2 separate regions of the Mus musculus genome follow, and region 2 is linked to region 1. Evidence: chromatin contacts called from public HiChIP or PLAC-seq data. All regions are on one chromosome and are shown on one strand. The core of a region is the stretch at or near the end of the contact, and the rest is flanking DNA. Distances in the headings are between cores, read along the strand shown. Region 1 holds the start of Cryab (crystallin, alpha B). Region 2 has its middle 4.6 kb from the start of Gm32681.

The links. HiChIP or PLAC-seq counts read pairs in DNA pulled down with a chosen protein or histone mark.
Region 2: a contact with region 1 is called in an HNF4G HiChIP or PLAC-seq map of pancreatic cancer cells. The contact joins the enhancer-like site here to the promoter of Cryab in region 1. A contact is called at or near these places in 5 of 39 promoter capture datasets (the C10 cell line, hematopoietic stem and progenitor cells, liver and 1 more), 1 of 15 datasets of contacts at CTCF or cohesin (the NIH/3T3 cell line), 3 of 115 datasets of contacts at active chromatin or transcription factors (acute myeloid leukemia, bone marrow-derived macrophages and pancreatic cancer cells) and 3 of 9 other capture datasets (adipose tissue, liver and pancreatic islet).

The regions. Positions count from the first base shown.
Region 1 is chr9:50,749,461-50,755,672 of GRCm38.p6, forward strand. It overlaps Cryab (crystallin, alpha B), which reads left to right and starts at 3,511. Exons shown (of 3, transcript NM_009964.3): 1 at 3,511-4,017; 2 at 5,052-5,174. The coding sequence starts at 3,817. Hspb2 (heat shock protein 2) reads right to left here and starts at 2,894. Exons shown (of 2, transcript NM_024441.3): 1 at 2,717-2,894; 2 at 1,612-2,273. The coding sequence starts at 2,810. The coding sequence ends at 1,819.
Region 2 is chr9:51,038,704-51,044,915 of GRCm38.p6, forward strand. No RefSeq gene overlaps it. Among named protein-coding and RNA genes, the nearest start is that of Gm32681, 4.6 kb to the right of the region's middle. Within about 2 kb of position 3,653, at least 19 of the 459 cell types and tissues checked have an H3K27ac peak or open chromatin away from gene starts, as enhancers often do. A contact at or near this core is called in the NIH/3T3 cell line and pancreatic cancer cells, where this site is marked.

The DNA.
Region 1 (6,212 bases), core at 2,261-4,760:
GTCAGAAATCTTTCCCCAAAAGGTTAAAGAGTAAATATCTTAAATTTTACAAGCATGTCATGTATTCTTTCTTTTATAATCTTTAAGAATGTAACACCCACACTCGCGCGCGTGCACACACACACACAAGCACACACACTCACACACAGCCAAGCTTGGTCTGTAAGTGGTAGTTTTCCGATCGCTGCTTTAAAATATGTGTTTTGCCCTGTCAGAGACACAGTCTTCAGACTTCTGCTCACCCAGATGTTAGGATCACCGAGGGTAGCTAATCAAAAGCACCTGCTCCTTATGACGTACACGGACAATGCTTGTCTCCCACACTTGATTGCTTGATAAATATTTTACTGAACTACTTACCACATGAAGAGCAGAATACAACCGAGCTGTTTCTCTGAGGTGTGCTTTCATTTCACTGGTTCTCTGTGGCGTGCTAGGCTCTCACTCACTAAGCCTTTTGCCTGGCAGGCAAGCACTCTACCACTCCAGGTCATGCTTTTGTTTGGAAAGGAAAACGATTTTAAAGCCAATAATCAAATTATTTAAAGACAAGCTCTCACCTCAGGGGTCCACACATCCCCGAGAGGGGTATGAATGGATCTCAAAAACTTTGTTGATAAATTTGCATGTGTGTATTTTTCCAGTAAGAGGACTAATAGATTTTGTTGGGTTTCAAATAAAAAAATTTAACCCCAAAAACCAAGAAACAACCACATTAATGAAAGAATTTCAACTATCCACCATAACATGGAATGTATAATTCATTCACATTCATATTCACTCATAGATATCTACAAATGACTAAAAGGAAACCTTTTGGATACCTCTCAAATCATACACATGTATGACACTCTCTTGGTTGTAAAGAGAATGGTTACAGCCTACCTGTACCGGCTGACTTTTCTGAACACACCATAGTCCCAGCACTGAAATCACCTCAGCCTTTCCTGACCATGCCCACTACAATATGGAAGTAGAAACTGCATTGAGAGTCTTAGATTAGGTATAGTGTTGTAGGGTTCCTCTCTCTGTGGGTTACTACAAAATCAGACACAATTGCTTCCTTGCACGGGTCTTCCCTGTACTCAAATAGGAAGGTCGTACGTAGGTTCAGTGATAATGGTGGATTAATGTGTCTGCCGTACCCATGTATGGGCACGCCTCCCCTCTCTCAGAGACCTTTCCACACACACCCCATTGATGTGAGGAGCAAAACACTCACTCCAGAGCTTCAGGCAACTCTCTCCAGCCAAAAAAAAAAAAAAAAGAAAATTTTTTCCTAACCCCTACCCAAAAAGGGCCAGACAGCCTGGAGACCCTTGTTTTTGTGTCTCTAATCGCCAGCTCAGACAGTGCCCTCTGGGCTGTTTGGATGGCCTGTCCCTAGCCCTCCCAGGATCACTCTCTCTTTTGTTGCATTGTGAGAAAATTATGGCGAGGAATTTGATCCGGAGCCAGTGTCAGCTTCCGGGTGTGATCTCAGCATCCAAGTGTGAGCTCAGGATGCTGAGACGATGGGCATATTTCACAGTGGAAATAGCTGCCTAGGACCTTCTTTCTGCCCACCGGTTTGCCATTGGGTCTTCCAGGCAACAGAACAGAAGCAGCACAAACAAGGCCCCCAGGTTTTGGTTTATTCAGCCCCACCCAGAATTAAATCAAAGGCTTTGATACATCAAGGGACCAAACCATACACTGTGGACCATGCACCGATGCCATCTCCCAGGGATGCTGCTCCCTCTGGGGTGTGGTGGATTTATGGAATCACCACGGGAGGTAGACAGGGGATTCACTGGGTGCTGGGTCTATCGCTGGCAGTCAGGGCTCAACTCTGGCTATCTCTTCCTCTTCCTCGGGGTCAGGAGGAGCAGGAAGCAGGGAGATGTAGACTTCATTGACTTCCGTGTCCAAATGCCGGCCACCCCGCGGCGCCTCCAAGTTAAGGATGCCATCATGGGATAGAGCAGCTCGAACCCGCCAGGGGTCCACATCTGCAGGCAGGACATAGGTGCGACAGAACTCTCGGGACACGAAGCCGTGGCGATCCAGACGCTGGGGGTGTCGGGCAGACACCTCCAGCAGGTTATCCACAGTCCTCACCGTCACCTCATCTGGGGTAAAGTGGCTCACATCCAGAAACGCCTGGAACTTGCCTTCACTGAGCCTGAGCTCTGAGGCCCCTGCCCTGGCGCCCTCGCCAGCTCTGGCGGCCCGAGGCCGAACATAGTAGCCGTGATAGAGGGTGGGGGTCAGGATCTCTTCTGGCAGGAGGCCTGGTTGGGGGGTTGGGGGTGCAGAGAGAGAAAGAGAAAGAGAAAGCAAGAGGCAGGATGAGGGTGGATGCAGTGGGCACAGGGATGAAAGGCGATATCTGGAGACATGGGCCAGAAGAGCAGGTGGGAACTGCTGAAGAGGGGCTGGGAAAGGAAAGGAGATAGCCATGGAGGAAGCGAGCTGGAATTGGGAGGACAGACGCGAAATCAGAAGGTACTCTGAAGCCTGCAAAGCCCAGTTACCCAAAACCCTACCGGTCTAAAGTTTATCCTGAGGTCTGTAGCAAGACCAGAGAGAGTCTTGCTTGACGGGGGAATCTGGAATGGGAGATGGTTCACCTCAGGAGTTCACTTAAGCCCCAGGTAGAGTGGAGGCCAGTAAAGCTGGGCAGTGAGCCCAGAATTTCAGGAGGTGGGGGTGGGAGGCAGCATCTGAGTCCTACCTTCTCCGAAGCGCTGCTCGCCCAGACGGCTGGGGTTGGCAAATTCGTACTCGGCAGTGGCTGGGTGGGCGTGTGGCACTGTGCGGCCCGACATGACTGCTGTTGCGACTAGTAGCCCTGATCCCAAGTACTGCCCCAACAAGATCAAGGCGACCCCACCGGCTTCAGGGAGAGCCAGGGCTCAGTCAGAGTGGGGGCGGGGTCTACACCACCCAAAATAGTGCAGAGCCTCTGGGGGTGGGGGAGGGCTGGGAGCCTAAGTCTAGAGTGCAGCTATGAGGGTGTGATCAGCCTGGACCCCCTAAGTCCCCTCCTCTGCACACCCTTCAGCTGTCGCAGGGGCCTGGTAGGACAGCTGAGGGTCCTGGTCCTGGAGTGAGCTCCTGCTCTGCAGGAGGGCAAGGAGAGGCCTAGTTGGGCCTTCACCAGTTGTACATTCCACATCACCCTTTGTCCTTCTCAGTCTCAGGCACTGTGCACATTACTTAAAAAAAAAAAAAAAGACTTAATGTTCTATGAGCCACATAGCATCCACAATGCAAGAAACATTTTCTGTCTTTGTAAGGTCAGTGTCTTCTGAACCTAGATCAGCTCAGGGTTCCAGTCAGACACCTAGTTCTGCTCTCCTCTAGGACTCCACAAAGAGTTAATGTCCCTGGGGCTAAGCCTAGGAAGATTCCAGTCCCTGCCCAGGCCCAAGATAGTTGCTGGCTCAATTCCCCTGGCATGCGAGACTGGAGAGGAGGAGGGGCCCACCAGCAGCTGCTTGGGATTCCAGGCTCCGTCCTAGCTCCAGAGAACAAGGATGGGGTGGGTGCCACTGGGTGTGGACAGAGAGCTAGTGAAACAAGACCATGACAAGTCACCGGTCAGCTCAGCCCTGCCTGTGTTTCTCTTTTCTTAGCTCAGTGAGTACCGGGTATGTGTCACCCTGCCAAATCCCTGATCACAAGTCTCCATGAACTGGCGGTGAGCTGGGATAATAAAACCCCTGACCTCACCATTCCAGAAGCTTCAGAAGACTGCATATATAAGGGGCCGGCTGGAGCTGCTGCTGAAGGAGTTGACCAGCCAACCGACTCTGCATTCATCTAGCCACAATGGACATCGCCATCCACCACCCCTGGATCCGGCGCCCCTTCTTCCCCTTCCACTCCCCAAGCCGCCTCTTCGACCAGTTCTTCGGAGAGCACCTGTTGGAGTCTGACCTCTTCTCAACAGCCACTTCCCTGAGCCCCTTCTACCTTCGGCCACCCTCCTTCCTGCGGGCACCCAGCTGGATTGACACCGGACTCTCAGAGGTGAGTCTGCCTATGCCAGGGCAGGGGTGAGTGTCCGTCCTGGACCCTCAGTCCCTTTTCCCTTTCACCCACCCCCAAGCCATTTTAGGCATCTGTGAGTGTGTGCTAAGGTACAGAGGGGAAATGAAGCTACTGTTTTCTTCTTTCTTCGGGCACCTGTTTCTGTTTGATGCTCGGTTTCCTGGTCCATTTTTCTGTGCATGGTGAGGGTCATAGTCTGTCTCCTAATGATGGAGCAGGATGCTTATTTCTGTTATTTCTGGTTTGCTTCAGCTCCTTTACTTACCTCTTCAATAGTCATGGTCTGGGAGGATTTTATCATCTCAAACTGTAAAGATCAGATAGAAACCCACTCATCCTGGACTTTTTCTGCTCTCTCTCTCTCTCTCTCTCTCTCTCATCCCTTGTCTATGATTTTCTGGGTTCCTTGGGGCTGAGACAGTGCACTAACTTCAGTCCATGCCTTAAGAGGAGTGACTGTCCGACCACTCTCGGGAAACCCTGACTTATCCTAACTGGGTGGGAGATAAGATTAACAGAGCTGTCACAGATAACACTCTGGTTTAAAAATATTCGAGTGTGAGGAAACAGGAGCTGAGTGAGCAAGGGCTTTGGAAGGACAGGACCAGCAGAACATTCCAGATCGAGTGGGTTGGAAACTTGGCAGGGAGCTGAACAAGGAAAAGGGGGCCTTTGTCTTATAGACAAATGACAAAGCCAGCATTGGGGAGCGAGGCAGCAGATGCCATGCCCAGATCCATCCTTGTGACTAGTCCCCTAATGACCTGTCTTCTTCCCTGTGCCTCTAAGAAAAGTTTGGGACTGATGACCAAGAGGCGTCCTTTGCATATCACTACGGTAGCTCACATGCACCAGAGTCGCTATTCAAAGGGGAGGGGGCGTGTTTTCCCCCAGCAGTCAAGTGGAGCATGAATTACCTGGACAGGAAGTAAATCTGCTGAACGATGAGCCTTCTCCAGCTTAATAAACGTTCTACTATCTCCTCTCCTCCTCCTGTCCCCTTGTTATTCTAGATGCGTTTGGAGAAGGACAGATTCTCTGTGAATCTGGACGTGAAGCACTTCTCTCCGGAGGAACTCAAAGTCAAGGTTCTGGGGGACGTGATTGAGGTCCACGGCAAGCACGAAGAACGCCAGGTGTGTGGACCTCTCCGTCCTCTTTTGTGAATCCACTTTGTGCACACTGGGTGCCAGGTACTGCCACCAGCCTCTGAGGCTGGCAGAATTCCAGGCCCCAAACATAAGTGACTAGATCGGGAGTTACAGATCAATGGCTGGGAAGCTAAGCTAGGGCTCGCTGTGCTGATAGTGTTGTGGTTGTGCTGAGAGAAGTTTTCCCTTGCTGTTCCTTTTGATTGCCTTGTCTTGTCCAGTGACACTAGGATATCAGAACAGTTCCCAAAATTCCAAAGCACACCTTAGGCCAATTAAATCTGAAGTTTTAGGACTATAACTCAAGCATCAACATGAAAAAACAAACAAACAAAAGCCCAAAAAACTCCTTGGGTCCTTTCAGTACTACAAACTGGCAACCGTTGACCTAGGCACAGGATGTTATAGATAATGGTTGTTGTGCATAATGACCATAACCGCAGGGTTGAAGGCAGTAAGTCTGTGGCTTTGTGATGTTCGGGATTCCATGTTGCTTCTGCTCAGTTTAATGCTAAGCTACTTGGTTGGTCTGCTTTTCAGAGCTTCTTCAGTCTTATGGCTGTGAGGAAGCCAGTTAATTGAGATTTGTTTGTATGGATCCTTGGGATTCAGAAGGCATCAGAATTAGCATCAACAATTCTTCTTGCATTTTTGGCCATTTTTTTCCTTGACTCCCTAAAAAGGTGTTATGATTTCTTCTTAAAAATTAATGACTTGGGGGCTGGAGAGATGACTCAGTAGTTAAGAGCAGTTAAGACTGCTTGCTCTTCCAGAGGTCCTGCGTTCAAGTCCCAGCAACCTCATATTGGTTTACAGCCATCTATAATGAGATCTGATGCCCTCTTCTGGCATGCAGGTGTACATGAAGATAGAGCACTCATATACATAAAACAAATAAATAAATCTTTTTAAAAAAATCAATAGCTCACCCGGGCAGTGGTGGCGCATGCCTTTAATCCCAGCACTTGGGAGGCAGAGGCAGGTAGATTCTGAGCTTGAAGCCTGCCTGGTCTATAGAATGAG
Region 2 (6,212 bases), core at 2,403-4,902, 290 kb after region 1:
TTATTTATTTATTATGTATATAATGTCCTGCCTGCATGTATGCCTGCAGGCAAGAAGAGGGCATCAGATCCCATTATAAATGATTATGAGCCACCGTGTGGTTGTTGGGAATTGAACTCAGGACCTCTGGAAGACCAGCCAGTGCTCTTAACCTCTGAGCCATCTCTCCAACCTCCCAATAATTTTTGAAATGATCCCAAATATACTTATATCCATTGTGTACTGGATTTTATGTGAATGGCATTCTTAGCATTGATGAGTATCATCAATCAGACCATACAATCACAGTGTCAATTATCTGGAAAATATTGAAGATGCTCTATATCCTACAGTTTCAAATGCTCAGCCAAAGTTTCATACTTATACAAAAATTAATAAGCATGTGCAGACTTCATCTCCAATAAGTGATAAAATTATATGCATGCTAAAGGAATTTTAAAAACAAGTTAGACATTATTGTTAATAAAGATTTGATTACTATATATATTTTATATGCCTAAAAACCTATGGTTGACTAAGTAAGAAAAGGACTTGCAGGCAGAAAAGCTGAAGAAGCTCTGCTCCACCCAACTTTCTGAGCTCAGTAAAGTGGACTGCAGAAACCCTGCATCCATTCCTCAGGGCAGACTCACAGCATGTTTTATTGACTCCTTCCTGACTCCTTACCAGACTATCGCCATTGAGATTGGAGACTATGTTTTCTACGGTTCACATTCCTAATACCTAACAGAATGGCTGTCATTAACAGGTGCTCAATACATATTTGTTAATTCACTGAATAAATATATTAATACCATTTCCTCTACTGCATTTATAGAGCTACACACAGACTAGGCTAGTAGATCATGTCTTGATAACTTTCAAAAAAAGTTTTTAGTTTTTGTTTTATGTGTATGAATATTTCACTTGCATGTGTCTGTGTAGCATGTGTGTGGAGCTGTAGCAGAGGCCTGAAGAAGACATCAGATCTGGGACTGGAGTTAGAGCCAGTTGTGAGCTGCCATGTGGGTGCTGAGAATTGAACAGGGGGTCCTCTGGAAGAGTCTTAACAACCAATCCATCTTTCCATCCCTCTTTGAAACATGTTTTTTTTTTTTTCCTCTAGTTACAAGTCATTGTCCAGGTACAAGTTTATTCTCAATTAACCTCATCATTTCTGGGTCTTTTTTCTCTACTGGTATTCCATTCACTGCCTACAGGCAAAAAGGACAGAGAACCATGAGAAATGTGGCTATAGAGAAATAGCTAAAGGGCATTAGAAGAGAGAACTCTCAAGGAGTGTGTAGCACTTAACTGAATTTGACTGATGGTAGGGCTTGTCACATAAAGATGTAGGGAGAGAGCATTCATGGCCAAGGAGAGAGAAGGAGCAAAGTCAGCAATAGATGAGTGTGTCTCAGGTCTGTAGGGAGCAGCAAGCCCTGGATTTTATTGGGGAAGTGGTCGTGATTCAGATCTAGGAACTGAGAAGTCATGTAAGACACTGGATCCTGAGCTGAAGAGTTTGAACTGGATTCTGTAGACAGTGTCAGTCTAAAAAACAAACAATGGGAGAATCTCAAAAGAAACAATTATTATTATTATTAGGGATGAGTAGGGAATTGCAACTTTGGACATAAGTGCTGTTGCAGGCCTGTAAACATTTCAGAAGAGACAAAGGAAAATAAAAGTTTTTAAAGGAAGAGTGAAAGAGCTATGCAAATTGTTTTGAAACCATTATCCTTGACTGCAAAGATCAACAACATAGAAGATACCAGTCCACTGTTGAACAGAAAGTTGTTGGGCCAATGTCTTTCTAGAAATATTTGTGTAAGACTGGTAAGAGTCCTTGCTATAGTTTTCATGATAAGCAGTTATAGATCAGAGCTCTCTTTTCAAGGCCTCCTGACTCAGTTTTACTAAAGTTTGACAGAAGTGATTCCATTTTGATTATGACAATTTTCATGTGGTTCTAGATCAGAGGGAAGATACTCAGGCATTGGTCCATGTGGGAGATGCATTGTAACCTTAGAAATGCTCACCCTGTACCTATTACGAGAGAGATTGGTCTGTAATGTAGAGCAGGCTGGGCTGGCTCATCTCATGTTCTCTTCACCCAGTTTCTCTACCACAGCCTCGCTGACACCTGATACTCTCCCTATCCAGGAGCAGAGCTGATAAAAACTCGCTATTTTTGGGAGATCATTATTAGATTTAGTAAAAAGCAGAAAAGTATGAATTTATTTGGGGCATAATCCAGAGGAAAGTTCAACTGATAGAGAGAAAAGAGCAGGTCCCGAGGTGCTAAGAGTGCACTGGCAGTTAAATGGGTTAGTGACCCCAAGCAAGCCATTTTGAGAAAGCTGCTTTCTATATGTAAAAGAGAGAAGGAAAAAGCAATCTTGTCTAAAAAGAAGACACTCTTTTGTTGAAAAACACAAAACAAGTCTTTTAAAAACATAAGCTGGCTTGATGTTTTTAGGTCAGAACAACTTTCTATAAAGTAACTCTTTCCATCAGATCTTTCTGCCTACATGGGACTTTGCAAAAAATATATGCTCCTATAGAAAGTGACTCAATCTTTACATGGGTAGTTTTGTATGATGATGATTTTATCTATATCAAAAACTTACATCAGCTAAGAGATTGACTGGTTTTAGTAGCAAACTAAGGAAAATGTACAATGGAAAGGATAATTGGGAGAGTGGAAAGTTAACCCTGTTGTATTTGCTTTTTCAGTTCTCATGAGCACATGTGTAACTAGTAAAGGGCAAAGCACTGCTCTAGGAGTTGTATGGAGGGCACTGCAGGATAATATGAGTGGACTAGGGTGGCTCTTGGCAATAGCAGTGACCTCAAAGGCAAGTTCATCTATGACTTTGAAGGGGGCACTGACCCTATGAGGAAGCATTTAAGGGCTGTAGGAGATAACAAGGTAACTTGCTGATCTGTGCTGAAGCCTGGGAAGCTTGCACAGGTAGGTGGGACTTTGGAAGACTCAGGGCTGTGTCAGGCTCCTCCTCTGTGCTACACTTGCCTCTTCGAAGGCAGCATGTCATACACGGTGACCTTTGCTCATTTACAGGTGGATTGTGAACACTTTAGGATCGGGCCATATTTACCTTTGTGTTTACAGGGTTGGAAACACAAAAGGTATTTAAGACATGCATGTCAGCCAGGCGTGGTGGTGCACGCCTTTAATCCCAGCACTCGGGAGGCAGAGGCAATCCGATTTCTGAGTTCAAGGCCAGCCTGGTCTACATTCCAGGACAGTCAGGGTTATACAGAGAAACCCTGTCTCGAAAAATCAAAAAAAAAAAAAAAAAAAAAAAAAAAGACATGCATGTCAATGAAAAAAAAAAATGGTAGGGACATTGCATAAGAAAAGCAAATGATCTCCACTTGTGCTTCCGAGAAGTTGTGTACATGTAAAAGAACAACAGCATCCCAGCTGCCCACATTAGGACACACAGCTTAACTATTCGTGGGGTGATTTGTAGAACAGGCAACAAAAGCAAAACCCCACTACTGGCAAGGCATTGACCCTTGATAAAAGTCATCTCTTCCTTGCAGTATTGTGAGAATGAAACGATGGCTGAGAAGTAACTAAGCACAGAGGCGTCTCTGGGATTCGGTACCGCCTCATTCTTCATGACTCATCTCCTGGAAGAGACCAGATGTTAGGTGAATGCCCGACAAAATGAGGAGAAACTCATAGGAATTTCTGAACTTTCTGCCTTACCCACTGTAGAACTTCCCTAAGCAAGAGAGACCTGTGGGTGATTTCCCATTTTTGTTTTTAAAACTTTCTAATGGAAACCTTTTAAAATCAGTAAATGCTTCATCACATTTTCATACATGTGTTTCTTTATGCTCTGCTCTTTTTCCTCACTACGCCCTCTCTAGCTGGCTCCTTTCTTTCCCTACAAATACTCTCCCCGTAAGCTGTCATGTCATAGATAGTCTGTTACCCTTACTTGCTCGCTACTCCCCCATAAGAGCTCTTCACCCCTCTTGGTTCATTTTCTGCTTTTATGACATACACACACTTTAAAGTATATAAAAGCCAGAAGATTAATGCAGTGAACCACCATGTATCTGTTATTTGACAAAATTATCACCAGCTTTCAAATCTTGCTTGACTCCTCTTCAAATCATAGTTATTGCTTTAAAACACGTCTTAAAAGAAATGTCAGAAATTGGGCCATTTTACCATAGCCATCTTTAAAAAGTTTAACTTTTAAAAAGTAATTAATTGTGTGTGTGTGTGTGTGTGTGTGTGTACAGGCTCACATACCATGACACACATGCAGAGGTAAAAGGAAAACAACTGTGGAGTTAGTTCTCTCCTTCCATCTTTGTGTGGCTTCCAGGGATCCAGCAACTTAGGCTGTAAGGCTTGTGCAGCAAGCACCTTCACCCACTGGGATATCTCATCAGCTCCTAGATCTTTATCTCTAACCAGTGAGACCTTTTCTTTAAACAAAACAAACAAGAAACAAAACAAAAATAAAAAAGTTACCCATCATCACTGTGATAGTAACACAAATAAAGCTTTAATAGTTTTGTCATTTTATGTTCAACTTTCCCCAGAGATATAAGTTCACTCAAATAAAAACTTAAATTAGGACAACACACTAATGATCTATTTAAGTTAAAATTCTAACCAGAGACAAATGTGTTTTTGTGTCTTGTGTTCTCTGTTTCTCTCTCTCTGTCTCTCTCTGTCTGTCTCTCTGTCTGTCTGTCTGTCTGTCTGTCTGTCTGTCTCTGTCTCTGTCTCTCTCTCTGTTCTAAGCCAAGGGTGGTGTCCATCCTGGAGGCAGTTTGTGGCATCATGGTGGGTGTGAGATCCCCCTGGGTGGTAGCATTCCCTGTGTTCTGTCTTTATCATTTACTCCACAGGCAGCTCTGAATCCACAGCTGCTGACAGCACAGCAAGGCAGCCTAACCAATAGGCTGGGCCTCTCTCTGCAGGAAGGAGAGTTTGGAGTGATTTGCAGTAGAGCCTATTTCAGCACAATCTGTTTACTTTTCTTATACATTGTCATAGGTTAAGTTGACATGGCAAGGAGCTGTGCGGTGTAGGGCAAAATGCTTATTACAGTTAAATAAAAAAACTGTGTTCTTCTGTACAATTAATCTGATGTTAGCTCATGTTTAATGAGCTCATATGTGCTGTATTAGTGGCTTAAGCTGCCAGAAACAAGTACCACAGCTGGATGGATTGAGCAAAAGAAATCTATTTTTTTTCTCACAACTTTAGAGTCCAGGATCAAGGCAACAGCAGGTTTGGTTCTTTCTGATGTTGTAAAAGACACACTTGTCATAATTCTCACTCAGTGTCTGGTGATGTGCTGGCAATCTTTGATATTCCTTGGCATGTAGAAAAATCACTTGGATCTGCCTTGGTCTTACCATCATCCTCTTCCTGTGTGCACAACTGTTTCCAAGTCCCCCCTTTTATGAGAGTGCATGCGAGTGAATGGAGTTAAGAGTGCTTAGTGACCCTCTTGTTAATACCTTCAGTGACTTTTTAAAAATTTATTTTTAATTAATTTTTTCATTCAGTAATTCTTTTTTTCTTTTTTTCTTAGATGTTTTCTTCAGTTATATTTCAAATGCTATCCCCTTTCCTAGTTTCCTCTCCAAAAATCCCCTATACCCTCCCCATCCCCCTGTTCCCCAACCCACCCATTCCTCTTTCCTGGTCCTGGCATTCACCTATACTGGGGCATAGAATCTTTGCAAGGCCAAGGGCCTCTCCTCCCATTGATGGCTCTGGGGATACTAGTTAGTTCATATTGTTGTTCCTCCTATAGGGCTGAAAGACTCCTTCAGCTCCTTGGGTAATTTCTCTAGCTCCTTCATAGGGGACCCTGTGTTCCATCCAATAGATGACTGTGAGCATCCACTTCTGTATTTGCCAGGCACTGGCATAGCCTCACAGGAGACAGCTATATCAGGGTCCTGTCAGCAAAATGTTGTTGGTATATGCAATAGTGTCTGGGTTTGGTGGTTGTTTATGGGGTGGATCCCTGGGTGGGGCAGTCTCTGGATGGTCCTTCCTTCAGTCTCAGCTCCGAACTTTCTCTCTATAACTCCTTCCTTGGGTATTTTGTTCCCCATTCTAAGAAGGAACGAAGTATCCACACTTTGGGCTTCCTTCTTCTTGAGTTTCATGTGTTTCGCAAATTGTATCTTGGGTATTCTAAGTTTCTGGGCTAATATCC